Regions from separate parts of the Triticum aestivum genome. Here all the other regions are linked to region 1. A link is a contact called in public HiCAR-type data. All regions are on one chromosome and are shown on one strand. The core of a region is the stretch at or near the end of the contact, and the rest is flanking DNA. Distances in the headings are between cores, read along the strand shown.

What was found. HiCAR-type assays count read pairs that join an accessible place to other places.
Region 2: a contact with region 1 is called in a HiCAR-type map of leaf, with 6 times the contacts expected there. The contact joins the promoter of LOC123163683 here to the promoter of LOC123166779 in region 1. A contact is called at or near these places in 1 of 5 Hi-C or Micro-C datasets (leaf) and 1 of 1 datasets of contacts at active chromatin or transcription factors (leaf).
Region 3: a contact with region 1 is called in a HiCAR-type map of leaf, with 6 times the contacts expected there. The contact joins the promoter of LOC123166619 here to the promoter of LOC123166779 in region 1. A contact is called at or near these places in 1 of 5 Hi-C or Micro-C datasets (leaf) and 1 of 1 datasets of contacts at active chromatin or transcription factors (leaf).

What each region holds. Positions count from the first base shown.
Region 1 is chr7D:48,507,115-48,510,052 of IWGSC CS RefSeq v2.1, forward strand. LOC123166779 (kinesin-like protein KIN-4C) reads left to right here and starts at 1,506. Exons shown (of 7, transcript XR_006483703.1): 1 at 1,506-2,122; 2 at 2,244-2,300; 3 at 2,837-2,911.
Region 2 is chr7D:48,993,285-48,996,222 of IWGSC CS RefSeq v2.1, forward strand. It overlaps LOC123163683 (L-type lectin-domain containing receptor kinase SIT2), which reads left to right and starts at 1,568. Exons shown (of 1, transcript XM_044581040.1): 1 at 1,568-2,938. The coding sequence starts at 1,699. LOC123171544 (L-type lectin-domain containing receptor kinase SIT2) reads left to right here. Exons shown (of 1, transcript XM_044588999.1): 1 at 1-333. The coding sequence ends at 103.
Region 3 is chr7D:48,939,370-48,942,307 of IWGSC CS RefSeq v2.1, forward strand. It overlaps LOC123166619 (hexose carrier protein HEX6), which reads right to left and starts at 1,550. Exons shown (of 1, transcript XM_044584424.1): 1 at 1-1,550. The coding sequence starts at 1,469.

The DNA of each region.
Region 1 (2,938 bases), core at 256-2,755:
CGGCCACAGCGAACAACCCAAACGGACGACGAAGTCACACACTTCGTTCTCGGCCTGTTCTCCGCGTCGGATAATCAGTCGGCCTGCGAAAGAACAGCCCACCCGAGAAGCTTCCGCGTCAGATGAGGGCCCGATATTATTGGTGTGGCTCTTTCTTTTCCTTTTTTGACATAAAATAATGGTGTCACTCATGGTGTGGTTGACGTTGCCCTGGGAAGGCGGGAGCTGATCAACATGTCCTGTAATCATTCATCCATCTCTACTTCTAATGAAGCAGTTGATAGTCTTCGCTGGTCAATTTTCGTCCCATCAGAAATGGTTAATTTTCGTCCTCGATCCCACCTCCCACTCCCCCTGGATTCCCCCCTTCCACCCTCGAGACCGACAAAAAAAATCGGCATACTACCACGATGCCCGTTGTGAAACACTACGGTTCATCGACAGAAAATCGTCCTAAAAAAATCTACAAAGGTTAACCTACGAAATTAAACCAGCAAAAAAAAAGCCAAACAAACCGCACACACGTACGAGCAATGCCTCCTGCTCCTCTCGATCCCCTCGACGTACGATCTGTGATTGCAGACGCACGAGATCGCCGCAGCCGCTGCTCCTCCTCTCCCGGGACGCAGCCGCCACCGCCGAACCAGGGAGACGCCAGCGACCGTCGCTGCCGTCGCGGATCACCAGGAAGCCACCGCCACCGTCGCGCCTCGGATATGTCGCGGATCACCGGGACGCGGCCGTCGCGGATCAGGAACACCAGGACACCGCCGGCGGCGGCCCCTCGGATACCGGCAACCGGCGGCGATTGAGACCAACGAGGCGGCACCACACCCCTGGTACTTCCCTTCCCCATCCGCCAATCCTCTACCCCCTCCCCCCCTCCTCTACAAAGGCCCGTGCGGCCCTGTCCCTACGACCTCGCCGGCCACGACCAGGGATGGCTGTGCATCCCGACGCCTCTCTTCTCCATTGATCCCCCATCTCCTCAAGGTGAATCTTCTCCAGAAGGTACCCCTCTCCTCCCCGACGAGTACTCGCTTCCTTACAGGCAGGGGCGGATCCACCATGGGACATGGGTGTACAGATGCACATCCAAATTCTTTTGCCAAAAATTCGTATATAGGTATGTACTTTTTATATGACAGAAATACTAGCTTATAGGCTCAGTTCAGAGCAGCCCAATAGCCGGCAACAAACCAGCAAACCAGCCACTTTTGTGTTGAACGCACACGACAGAGTGAACGATGATACTGTGAACTGAATGTCTAGCTGCTATTCAGATTCATTGTGAAATCCCAACTGAATGTGTAGCTGCTATTCAGATTCAGAGAGAAAAATGTGTAGATGACACTGAGTGAGGATCTGCTTGATTTCATTAGCAGGAAAAAAATAATTATCTTTGAATTGTAGGCAGTAGAGCATGTCTTGAATTATCTTTGAATTGTAAGTTGTAGATGACACCGGGTTAAGCTTGCACACCTTTTTTCTATGGATTTCACGGAGGAAGATTTGATGCATAACTTGATTACATTAATTGGGACGGAATTCTTTTTTCAAGTGAACGATGATGTTGTCATATCTCGTCCTTAAGCCATGACATATTGTAGTTTTCTCCTTCTATTTTGTAATTTTCTTAATCTTTTCAGATATTGTTGCTATTGTGAAATTCGTATTGCTGTGAACCAATTGGCTTGACTATTAGGGTGCAAAAAAAAGAGCACTCAATATTGAATTTCTGGATCCGCCACTGCTTATACAGGCACGTAGTATGGGCTGACTGTCAGGGTCCTGACACGGGCTCTCCTTGTCCTGATCTGATCTTGATGCTACTCGGTCAATCTATGATGTTTGTTTCCTGTGTTTACATGGCAGAGTGGTTGCTGCACTCGCTTTTGGATGTGGATGCAAGTTGGGAACTCATTCAGTGATTTGAGGGTGCAGGTAGAGATGATGCTGCGGATGGGATGGGAAGATGCGTGTGTGCTAGCTGCCATTGCAGGGACTTTTTATTTTTCGGATAGTTCAGCGTCTTATTACGAATCTGATAGTGCTATCTGCCACACATACACCATGTTACGAATCTATTTACATGCGACTCAGAGAAAGAATTGCTTTGCAGGTACACACTTGCTGCTAACTGATGTATTGAACTTTCAAGGATTTTGATTGGTCGCCCAAATAACCCATTCTCCTTTTGTTGATATTTATGAAGGAGATCATTATTTCTCTTTTAGTTTCAGGCTGCCAACATCACGAATTTCATACTTATGGAGTGGAGCCACCAAACTATTTATGAGGTAAAATCACTATATACATATTGTTTTCCCACCTGCGTGCTTGCTTGTGTTTGTTTCTAGCCGGCAAGAATCCATCGAGTCTTCCTCTGTGTGTGCAACCTTGCCGGGATCTGATCTATCAACTCCTTCAGCCAGCTTTGCACCATGTGCACATCGTCCATGCTAGAAAAGCACTTGGCAAGTGGACGGCTCAGTTGGCCCTGCGTCAACAATTCAAATCCTTATCTATACTCCATAGACACATACTTTTTTATGCAATTCTGAATTTATGGAAGCAGAAGAACTGATTATGTGAATTAAATATCTAATCCCATGTGTAGGTGCTATCCAAGTGTTGTGATTATTTATGCGCATATAACTTGCAGGTAGTTAACTCTATAGTATGAAGACTTAAAAATACGAGTGCATGTCATTGGTGTTTCTGAATCCATCTTCCATCACTTCTAATACTTTTGTATTACATAATACTATTTTTCCAGCAGTTGAATGACATATCGATGGTATTTGTAATAAATTTCTTTCTTCCATATTACCAGGAAATATGTTGAAGCACCGAATATATTCCATTTGCAGTGGACAAACAGAACAACACAACACATAAGCAGAGGAAAGTAAGCGCAAACCTTTCTCTCTTTAAA
Region 2 (2,938 bases), core at 318-2,817, 490 kb after region 1:
CTCAGCCATGTTGGAGCTGATGTACAGTGCAGAGTTTTTTAACAAAAATGTAATGCCATATGTGTCAGCGGGTGTCATCTCTGATCTCTCCGGAGGAAGGTGACAAAGGTGCATGCCATGCCAAAATAATTGAGTTGGACTTCTTTTCGTATATAATGGTTTACTTTCTTTTCGTATAGATGTATCTTTATAACAAAAAGGTGTATCATGTTTATGTATGGTAGATGTGCATGTATTACTACTTCTTGTATGTTTCCAGTGAGATCGGGACTCTTTTCAATAGAATATTTTCTTTGTCACTAGCGATGTGTTTCCTATCAGATCAGAACTTTGAATCCCTTACTTTTCTATGTTCCTACTTTGATTTCAACATCTGACGAGGACTGATTCATTTATCTATTTTGATTGATGTTAATATGTTGTATCTTTCGTCAACACTACTAGAGCTATGACTTTTGGCCGCTATATAAGGTGGTTGGTTGCTAAAAGTTCAAACTTGGTTACTACCAACACTACTTGGTCTCTTCATGGCGGCTATAGCAAAGTCACTACAGATATTTGGGGGCCACCATTGTGATTACTAGTCACTAAAAGTCATATCAATAGCTACCGACTACAGCTTGGTGAGACTAAGTGAAAGCAGTAGGTACAAAGCAAATGGTGGTGACTAAAAGCATTAGTAGTGACCAAGAGGCACTTGGTAGCTTAGCCACCACATGCACATGTTCGGTGACTAAAATTTAAACCGTGCAATGTTCCATGACCAGACAACTTTCAAACAGAGCATACTTACGACCCTTGGTAACTAAAGTCATGACAAACACATTAAAACATCGTTACAGTATACACACTGACATTTGCACTATGCAAGAAATCTTACAATTATAGACATCCACATCACATGTAAACGTACTGGAGTTAAGGTATCTCGTCGTGCGTAGGTAACGGCGAGATTTGGTGTCAACTTCTTCAGATCGATTCAAGGATTCAAAGATTTGTTTTTCTTTCTGAAACAAGAGAGGGGCCCCGAAGAACCCTACTACTACATTCGTTCTGATTTATTAGTCCTCATCATATTTAAGGTCATATTTTAATCATGATTTTAGCTAATAAAATATAAATCACACGTAGTAAAAACTATATCATCGGAAACTATGTTCAAATACGAATACAACGATAATTTTTTATGACATGCATTAACAATTTTATTAGTTAATTTGATAGTTAAAATTTAATACAAAATATGAAGAGGAGCAATAAATCAGGACGGAGGTAAGTACTAGTAAACAAGTCCAACGGCAGTTGGAAAGGTGGAAATCTCTGATGTTAACAGCAAGCGATCGCAGAATTATTGTATGTGGCCTGCAAGGGTTCCGTATCATCTAAGCAAGTAATTGCATTGGACAATTTCGGTTTTTATTTCTGAAGGTGGACTAGTCTTGCGCTGACATATTCAAGACCCATCCATAGCCGTTGGAGTAGCATTCCAGCAGGTACGTCCTTATCATATCTGTATATCTGACTTTCAGCATGCGCGGACGGCATTCATGCACCAACTGCACAACCACCATCTGTGCTGTGCACAACCAGCACACCGTTAAAGTCTAGCGCGCGGCATGATCACAAACGAAGCAAATTTTGGTTAGCCGCCCAAGATTCAGTCATACTACTGAGTTTTCTTTTGTCCAGGAAGAAACTATGCCGGCCCTACTCCTGCTCATACTCCTGCTGCTGAGCCGTGGCGGCGAGGTGGCCTGGTCGCAGCTGGACGATGGCCAGTTCGCCTACCAAGGCTTCGCCGGCGCCAACCTTACCCTGGACGGCCTCGCCGCCGTCATGCCCGGCGGCCTGCTCGCGCTCACCAACTTCACGCAGCAGACTAAGGCCCACGCCTTCCACCCCGCCCCGCTCCGCTTCCTCGGCGGCTCGGCCAACGCCACGGCGGTGCGCTCCTTCTCCACGTCCTTCGTCTTCGCCATCGTGTCGGGCTACGACGGCCTCAGCGACCACGGGCTCGCCTTCGTCGTCGCCCCGACCACCAACTTCACCACCGCCAACTCCGGCCAGTACCTGGGCCTCCTCAACACCACCAACGGCACCGCCAGCGCCCCCATCTTGGCCGTCGAGCTCGACACCATCCTCAGCCCCGAGTTCCGCGACATCAACAGCAATCACGTCGGCATCGACGTCAACAGCCTCGTGTCGCGGCAGGCCCAGCCGGCTGGCTACTACGACGACGACGGCGGCGGCGCCCTTCGGGACCTCAGGCTTAACAGCCGACAGCCCATGCAGTTGTGGGTGGACTACGACGGCCAGTCCAAGCGGCTCGAGGTGACACTAGCCCCCGTGCACGTGCCCAAGCCCAGCAAGCCTCTGCTCTCCGAGGCCATCGACCTCTCCACGCTCATGGCGGACGCGATGTACGTCGGCTTCTCTGCGTCGTCGGGAGTCATCTCGGGGCATCACTACCTGCTCGGATGGAGCTTCAGCTTGGACGGGCCTGCCCCGCCTCTTGACTTGTCCAAGCTTCCTGCCCTGCCACGCCTGGGACCCAAGCCTCGGTCCAAGGTCCTGGACATCGTGTTGCCGCTGGCCAGCGCGTTGCTCGTGGCAGCAGCGCTGGCTGCGGTCTTCTTCTTTCTGTGGCGTCGGCGCCGGTTCGCCGAGGTGCGCGAAGGCTGGGAAGACGAGTTCGGCCCCCACCGATATGCATACAAGGATCTGCATCGTGCCACTGATGGGTTTAAGGAAAAAAACTTGCTCGGCGTCGGAGGGTTCGGGAGAGTGTACAAAGGCCTGCTTTCCGAATCCAATTTGGAGATCGCCGTGAAGAGGGTGTCGCGTGAATCAAGGCAAGGACTGCGTGAGTTCGTTGCCGAGGTGGCGAGCATTGGCCGTCTCCGGCACCGGAATCTCGTGCAGTTATTGGGCTACTGCC
Region 3 (2,938 bases), core at 300-2,799, 430 kb after region 1:
ACCCTGTCCACCTGCTCGATCGGCACCCCCCTCGTCTCCGGCAGCAGGAGGTACACGAACACCGTCATGGCCGCCAGCCACGCCGCGAAGAAGAAGAAAATCCCGGCCCTCATGCGGCACAGCATCGCCAGGAACGTCTGCGCCACGAACACCGTGAATACGAAGCTCGTCGCCACCGTCACGCCCTGCCCCGCCGACCGCACCTCCAGCGGGAAGATCTCGCTCGGCACCAGCCACCCCAGCGGCCCCCACGACCACCCGAACCCGGCCACGTACACCGCGATCAGGAGGATCAGCGCCGCCGCCCATGTCTTGCTCACGCCGCCGTCGTCGCCCAGCTTCGCCGCCATGATGGCCCCGATCAGCAGCTGCGACGCGAGCATCTGCGCGCCGCCGGCTAGGAAGAGCGTGCGGCGGCCGAAACGGTCGACGAGGAACATGGAGAGGAGGGTGGAGGCCGCGCCGACCACGCCCGTGACCACCGCGGACAGGAGCGACGCGCTCTCGCCCATGCCGATCGTGCGCAGCAGCACCGGCGCGTAGAAGGCGATCGCGTTGATCCCCGTCACCTGCTGGAAGAAGGGGATCGCCACGGCCATCACCAGCTGCGGCCGGTACCGGCGCTGGGTGAGGAGCATCCGGAGACCGCTGCTGCCAGCCACGGCACCGCTGTCGGCGGCGGCGACGATGCCGTCGAGTTCGCGGTCGACGTCGTCGGTGCCGCGGATCTTACGCAGCAAGACCGCCACCTCGCGGCGGTCCTTGCCCTGCTGGACGAGGCTGTTGGGCGTCTCCGGGAGGAAGACCGCGCCAACGAGCAGGAGCCCGGCCGGCACGGCGGCGAGGGACAGCGAGACGCGCCACCCCCAGCCTCCCTTGATCTTCTCCGTGCCGAAGTTGATGACGTTGGCCGCGAGCGCGCCGACGCCGACGCTGAACTGGAAGCCGTTGCTGAACGCGCCGCGGTGCCGCGGCGGCGCCATCTCAGACAGGTACAGCGGGACGGCCTGGTTCGCGAAGCCCAGCCCGACCCCGAGGAGCACGCGCCCCAGGATGGCCATGTAGACGTTCAGCGACGCACCTCCGACGGCCGCGCCGGCGAGAAAGGCGGCCCCGCCAAGGAGCATGGACGGGCGGCGGCCACGGCGGGCCGTGACGCCGGACGCGAGGAACGTGGTGAGCAGGCCGGCGACGTAGAGCGAGGAGGTGAAGGCGGTGAGGAGCTGGCTGTCGAACTTGCAGTAGTTGCTGACATGGGAGTCGCCTTTCATCCGGCGGTACACGTCCGGGAAGAACTTGCGCAGGAAAGGCTCCATGGACAACACCCCGCCGGCGATGCCGATGTCGTAGCCGAAGATGGCGCCGCCCATGCCGGCGGTGATGCACGACAGCACCACGAACATGGTGACCCTTCCGCCGCCTCCTCCATCATTGCTCTCGGAGACGCCGACGACGCTGCCGGCCGCCATGGCCGATCGATCAGACCGAGCCGATCGAGCTAGCTGCGTGAGGCCACGTACTCAGTAAATGGTTATCTTTGCGGAAGTGCAGTTGTGGTTCTCGTGCGCGGCATGTGTGGACGGTACAAAACAGTTCGTCCAGTGACTGATCGCCATGGCTGACTGGTCCGTGTGTTGACTGGTAGTAGATTGCGATGCTGATTTTGGTTCCTTCTTCTTGTGCAATCTCGTCTACAAATAATCTACCAAGGCGCTTTCAGTGACCAGCGCGAGTAGCTATCCATGGCGATTTCTTCCTGTTTTTCTACTCACCAGAGATTGTGTTGACTGGTTTGGTTTGAGGGAGATGTGAAGCTGATTGCCTATTTTGCTTTTTTGTTCTTGTGCTATTGTAACTTGAAGGCTTTCACATAACTTGAGTACTAGTTCTTTTTAAATAGTACTCCCTCTGTAAACTAATATAAGAGTGTTTAGATAACTAAAATAGTTCTAAACGCTATTATATTAGTTTACGGAGGGAGTACTAGTTTCCCATAAGGGCTAGTTTGGTTGTTGGGGATGAAAAATCCTGGATAGTAAACCCCAGAAGTGGGATTTCCCTGCCCATACAAGATCCCCTCCCACTATGTGGAAATACCCTTTGCCATTTGGACACCAAGGGGGAGGGAAGAGAAATCCCCGCAGGCAATACCAGAACGGGACATGCCCATCCAATAGGACAAAATGTGTAAAAGAAAAATATCATTACAATAAAAATCACCACAAATAACTTCATTTTTTCTCACAATATTGTCATGTACTCCCTCCGTTCCTTAATATAAGACCTTTTAGCTTTTTCTTGATTCGTATGTATGTAGACACATTTTAGTATGATTGTTCACTTATTTTAGCATGTATGTGGTCAATATTTTGAAATAGCTAAAAGGTCTTATATTAGGGAACGGGGGGAGTAAATACCAGAATAATGTTTGTCCCTCTTTTCTAAAAAAGTTCACGAAATTTGGGACTAAAATTTCATACAGAAATTTGAACGAAAAAAAACACTAAATACACAGTTCGCAAAAGAACAAATATTCAACTTGCATCCACACATGCATGTAACCTTACATGCCAAAGTCGGACCAATAGTGCAACACCAATGAAAATGCTAATTATGGTTACAGGTTCAGCAAGAAACAATACTTTGTTCCACTAAAAATATCACAACTATGTGAACTATATCCATACTGAACTAGGAATAACTTCCACCATCAACCTTTTGAACATTTCCATCGACCTGTGGTAAGGAACCTGCATCACAAATAAGTATTGAATTTTCAAGCATGAGTATAAGCATGAACTTTTCTGTCCTAGTGGTTACACAAATCTGACATCTGACCACTTCTCTACTGAATAGAAAGAAAGCCACACATACCAACTCAAGAGGGTTATTCGAGCATAGAAAAATGCTGCTGATCCACCTGCCAGTTCGCTTATCT